Linked DNA regions of Mus musculus: region 2 is linked to region 1. A link is a contact called in public HiChIP or PLAC-seq data. All regions are on one chromosome and are shown on one strand. The core of a region is the stretch at or near the end of the contact, and the rest is flanking DNA. Distances in the headings are between cores, read along the strand shown. Region 1 has its middle 53 kb from the start of Gm38791. Region 2 has its middle 13 kb from the start of Trim24.

Evidence for each region. HiChIP or PLAC-seq counts read pairs in DNA pulled down with a chosen protein or histone mark.
Region 2: a contact with region 1 is called in an H3K27ac HiChIP or PLAC-seq map of embryonic stem cells, with 33 read pairs. The contact joins two enhancer-like sites. A contact is called at or near these places in 1 of 39 promoter capture datasets (3T3-L1-derived adipocytes), 11 of 484 Hi-C or Micro-C datasets (B cells, the G1E-ER4 cell line, bone marrow-derived macrophages and 7 more), 5 of 115 datasets of contacts at active chromatin or transcription factors (bone marrow-derived macrophages and embryonic stem cells) and 2 of 9 other capture datasets (adipose tissue and liver).

Annotation. Positions count from the first base shown.
Region 1 is chr6:37,766,446-37,769,145 of GRCm38.p6, forward strand. No RefSeq gene overlaps it. Among named protein-coding and RNA genes, the nearest start is that of Gm38791, 53 kb to the left of the region's middle. Within about 2 kb of position 1,351, at least 8 of the 459 cell types and tissues checked have an H3K27ac peak or open chromatin away from gene starts, as enhancers often do. A contact at or near this core is called in embryonic stem cells, where this site is marked.
Region 2 is chr6:37,856,087-37,858,786 of GRCm38.p6, forward strand. No RefSeq gene overlaps it. Among named protein-coding and RNA genes, the nearest start is that of Trim24, 13 kb to the right of the region's middle. Within about 2 kb of position 1,310, at least 13 of the 459 cell types and tissues checked have an H3K27ac peak or open chromatin away from gene starts, as enhancers often do. A contact at or near this core is called in embryonic stem cells, where this site is marked.

The DNA of each region.
Region 1 (2,700 bases), core at 101-2,600:
CCTGACAAGCTTATATGAGACTGAATATGGGTGATATATAATGGATAGTTTCTATTTCTGATTGTCTATTGCAGCTATATAAATAACAAAATTAATTCTGAATTATCCAGAATAAATTCAGAAATTTCTATATGCAGAACACCTCTTTCTGCATATTGAGAGTCAGTAATTATATTAAGGGATTCAGGAAAATCTAATAATATCATAAAAATTGCACAGAGCACTGATTTTTTTTAACTGAAGTATATGGACTTTGAACTACTTTGCTCATTGTATCTGACTGGTAGCCTGCCATTCACAACTTATTTGCATCCATATAGAATGTAGGTGTTTCAGGAATTGGTGTTCCTTTTAGAATAAATGGGAGAACCCAGTTATTTTGTTTTATAAACAGAAAATGCTTGCTTTTAGGATACTTGCTGTTAATTTTTCCCAAAAAGTTGCTATAAGCTTATTTCCAATCTTCATTGACAACCCATAATGATATAATCTCAGCATTATTATAAGGCACTATAATTTCTTCCAGGTCCATCATGAGAATTGATATAATCTAATTCTATCTTTTATGATTAAATAGAACATTTTTCTATGTAAGTCTTCTTCTTTTTTTTTTTACTTTGTTTGTGTGCTGAGAAAATCCATTCCATAATACTCTCTTCTCTTTGTATAATGAGCCCAGTAGGAGAATGAGTTGAAGGCAAAATAACAAAAATACAGTCAAGTTTGGCATCTAGGCAATCTACATATGCATCTTGCAGTCTCTGGTCTCCCAGAGTTAACTCTCTGCTTCAGCTGTTAACCATCTTAGACTGTTTAAGTCTTTTTTTTTTTTTTTTAAGATTTATTTATTTATTATATGTAAGTACATTGTATCTGTCTTCAGGCGTACCAGAAGAGGGCATCAGATCTCATTACGGTGGTTGTGAGTCACCATGTGGTTGCTGGGATTTGAACTCAGGACCTTCGGAAGCCATCTCACCAGCCCCAACTGTTTAAGTATCAATCTCTTTGTAATCTTTGAAACAAATTATCTCATTCTTGAGTAGCTAATCCAATGATAGGCTCTAACTAATTAATATCTCCCATTAATTTTTGAAAATCATTAAGAGTTTGCAATTGATCTCTTCTTCTCTGTATCTTTTGTGGTAGATTTTTGTTGTTGTTGACTTACTTTATAACCTAAATAGTGAATAGATAATCTCCTCTATTTATTTTTTTTCAAAAACACTCTGTAACCCCCAGCTTGGCAGAATTCTCTGTTTTCTTCACCATTTTCTCTAAAGTATATGCATCAGAATGGCCTTTCATTGTTCTTGTGGGTGTTCACCTGTAAGTTTCCTCCCCTGGGACTTCAACTCTGTGGGAAGCTTAATTAACATGGGAATGGTATATCCTTATCCTGATCCCATCCACCTTAACAGCCAAAGGCAAGGTCAGGATCACAGTGTGAACCCTTTCCAAGGAGGTTGCAGAGTTTTGTGGTTATGTCTCTTAATCCAGACTTTGTCACCTGGGTCAAATCAATAGAGGATGGGGGAGGAGCAGGCCCATAAACCTAGCAGATGGCAGCCAGAGTTGCTTCTGGACCCTATGGAGGACTTCTAAGGATTTAACAAACTTATGTAGGTTATATTCAGCTAAGATATCAGACTGGAGGTTAGGCAGCAAGGGAGGGGGCCTCCCATATAGGACCGCAACAGTGGGAAGGCTGTATAGGGGGTGTCCCTAGTCCTATATAAGACATAAGGTAGGAGAGACACCCAATCACTGCCAGTTTCAGGGCCTAATTTGGTTAAGGCCTCTTTCAGGGTCCAATTTATCTTCTCTACTTGCCCAGAACTCTGTGGTCTGTATTCACAATGTAACTTCTAATTGGTTCCCAAAACCTGTGCTAGAGATTGAGTTACCTGAGAGCTGAATGTTGGTCCACTGTCAGACCCAAGCAGGGTAGGCAAACCATACCACAGTATGATGTCTTTTTACATTGGAAGTCTCCTTCTCTTTAGGGTAGGCTTCTATCTGGCTAGCAAATACTTGTATCCATATGTTCCTGGCTTTATTTCTGTATAATCTATTCCCAAATTAGCCCCTGGCTGTTGACCCCTGATTCTGGTTCCTGGAGCAGCTCCTTGATTGGGGCCTGAGGAGTTCACACCCTGGCAGGTGGCACAGTCCGAGATTACCAGATCAACCACGTGTCTTAAGTCAAATATTTGTACTTTGTCCCTCATAGCAGTTCCTTCAGTTTTGGGTGATGGAGTGTGAAGCTTGATGAATCTGATGGATGAGTTGTTTAGCAAACTCCTTAACATAGAATGGAGCAGCCTTCAGAGGTCCGCAACCATCCATTCCTTCCGTAAACTCCTTGGCATTTTGCCTGAAGTCATTTGTCTTCAGGAGTATATTCAGGAATGGCTGGTAGTGCAGAGGGCAGCAAAGCTACCAGGATGTTGGCAGAGGAAGCTTGAGCAGCCTCCTTTTTAGCTTTATCAGCTACCCTGTACCCTCTGGTGATTTCTGATGCCCAGAGCAATGAATTATGGCTACTTAGAGAGGAAGCCACAATGCATCCAATAAAACAAATATTCCTTCCTTATTTTTGATGGGTTTTTCTGTAGGGGGTGGCTCTGATGCTTTGATCGAGAATCTGCATGTGAACACTGAAGGTCCTGTTCCCTAATTGATTCGTGATTGATTAAT
Region 2 (2,700 bases), core at 60-2,559, 90 kb after region 1:
CCTCCCACAGGCCACATGTAGCCTTTCCTTGATGTTGTCAAGTTTGCTGAGAGGAGGAAAGCTCTATCTGTCTTCCTCTTTTGAAGGCATGGATCTAATGGAATTGAGCTTGACATACATATAGTAAGAAACACATAATTTGTTTTGTCTGTTAAGGGCCAACTAACTCCATTTTTCCTCCTTTTTTAGTGAAACATAGTGTTAGAATTTGCTTTAAGCCCGGCGTGGTGGCACATGCCTTTAATCCCAGCACTCCGGAGGCAGAGGCAGGCGGATTTCTGAGTTCGAGGCCAGCCTGGTCTACAAAGTGAGCTCCAGGACAGCCAGGGCTATACAGAGAAACCCTGTCTTGAAAAAAAAAAAAAAAAAAAAAAAAATTTGCTTTATTTCTATGTAGTTCCCTGTGGTGTTTCTTCTGTAATCATGTCCAAGCTTGTGGTTTTTTTTTTTTTTTTTTTTTTTTTTTTTGGTTTCCGAGTCAGGGTTTCTCTGTGTAGCCCTGGCTGTCCTGGAACTCACTTTGTAGACCATGCTGGCCTCGAACTCAGAAATCCGCCTCCCGAGTGCTGGGATTAAAGGCCAAGCCTGGTTTTTTGTTTGTTTTTGTTGGTTTTGTTCGTTTGGTGTGCTTTTTACTTGTTCTTCCTTTATAATCTTGTGATTTACATGTCCTAAGTTGTTTCTGTTGTTTTATTATATGTTACAAGAACTGGCTGACCATAACACCATAACATATATCTTTTCCCATAATCATAAAAATAGCTAACTAATTTACTAACTGCAAAAATTCTGCTTTTGCGCCGGGCGGTGGTGGCACATGCCTTTAATCCCAGCACTTGGGAGGCAGAGGCAGGCAGATTTCTGAGTTCAAGGCCAGCCTGGTCTACAGAGTGAGTTCCAGGACAGCCAGGGCTATACAGAGAAACCCTGCCTCGAAAATCAAAAAAAATAAAAATAAAAAAATGCTGCTTTTGCAATCAAAGGTCAGACAGAGCCTGACTATAAAAGGTTCCCTTGCTTTTTAGTCAGGGCTACTTCTCACTCCTACTTCCAGTGAGATTGCAAGTTTAGTCTAGCCATAAAAAAAATTTCACATTGAAACATTCCTGTGTTTGCTCCTGGTTTTTCTCATCACAATGTTGTCTTAGTTATTTTTATATTGCTGTAATAAAAGGCCATGATCCAAGTAACTTGGGGAAGAAAAAGAAGTCAGGGTAGGAACTCAAGGCAGGAGAGTGGAGGCAGTGAATGAAGCAGAGGCCAGAGGCCATGGAGGAAGGCTGCTTACCGGCCTGCTCAGCTTCCTTTCTTACACAACCCAGGCCCATCTGCCAAGGACCATTCCCTCTCACATCAATCATTAAACAATGAAATGCCCATACACTTGCCTACAAGATGAAGGTATTTTCTCAATTGAGGTTCTCCCTTCCCCGAAGACTCTAGTTCTAACAAATTGACATAAAATAATTAACCAGGACTTGTGTTTGTCCCAGTTCCTGACACCCTTGTAAGGTCCTGAATGACAGAGATAAAGGGAGAATATTTTATTCTAATATACCTTTGGCTTTGGTGGCTTTCAGAGACGCTGCATCAGAATCCTTGGAATTTCCTGAGTGATAGATGAGTACTGAGAGCCTTCTGTTATTCATATTGAGCTTCTTCCTCCATGCATAGGTGAGAGTCACCTAGGGCTCTTTCAAGGTAAACACCTAGTAGGGGAATTGGTACTTTCCCCGCCCCACCACCTCTGTTAAGGGACAGGGGCCAGAAATGGATTCAGCCTGGACAAAGATTTAATCACCTGTGTAATGAAGCCTCCATAAAAACCTATAACTGATAAGGTTTGGAGAGCTTCCGGGGTGGCAACAAAACAAAACAAGTATTGGGGGAACAGTGCCCCCTGTGCAACCACACCTCCCATGATCGCCTGACCTCCCTGAGATTTCATCTTTGTAATGCATCATAAATGAATGAAGCAGTGTGTTCTGGAGGTTTAGCTACCTGCTCTAGCATGGAAAAGGATGGTGGGTGAATAAAGAAAAAAGAAATAAAAAGGAAAGGAAATGTCATGGCTGCTCCTAGCTGTGGTGAAGAAGAAACTTTATTGTGAATAATATTGTGTTGTAAATATATTCTTAAGGTCTACGATGGTTAGATAGGACTGGACTACAAAACATCCAATCCTGCTGGCTATAGTGGCTCATGCCTTTAATCCTAGAGCTTGGGAGACAGAGATAGGCAGATCTCCATGAGTTCAAGGCCTGCCTGGATGACACAACAGCCAGAGCTACATAGTGAGACCCTGTCGTTCTAGGGAGTGCTATCAATCTCTTTACCTCCTCGTTCTTCTAGTTCCTGGATGCGTTTTTTCCCTTCCTTCCTTCCTTCTTTCCTCCCTCCCTCCCTTCTTTTCTTTCTTTCTTTCTTTCTTTCTTTCTTTCTTTCTTTCTTTCTTTCTTTCTTTCTTTCTTTCTGTTGTTTGTTCGTTTTTGGTTTAGTTGTTTAGTTGTTTGTTTTGAGACAGGGTTTTGAGGGACCCTAAGGGCTTTTCCAGTCCCAAACCCTCCTTACAGCTTCCCCCTCCTGCCTCCGGTCAAGGCTAGGCCAAGTTCTATTCTCCATTAACAGGAACAAACTTGAGTAAAAAATAATTAGAATGTACTGACTGATACCCTCTGGAAAGTCCCAGGTATAGTTCAA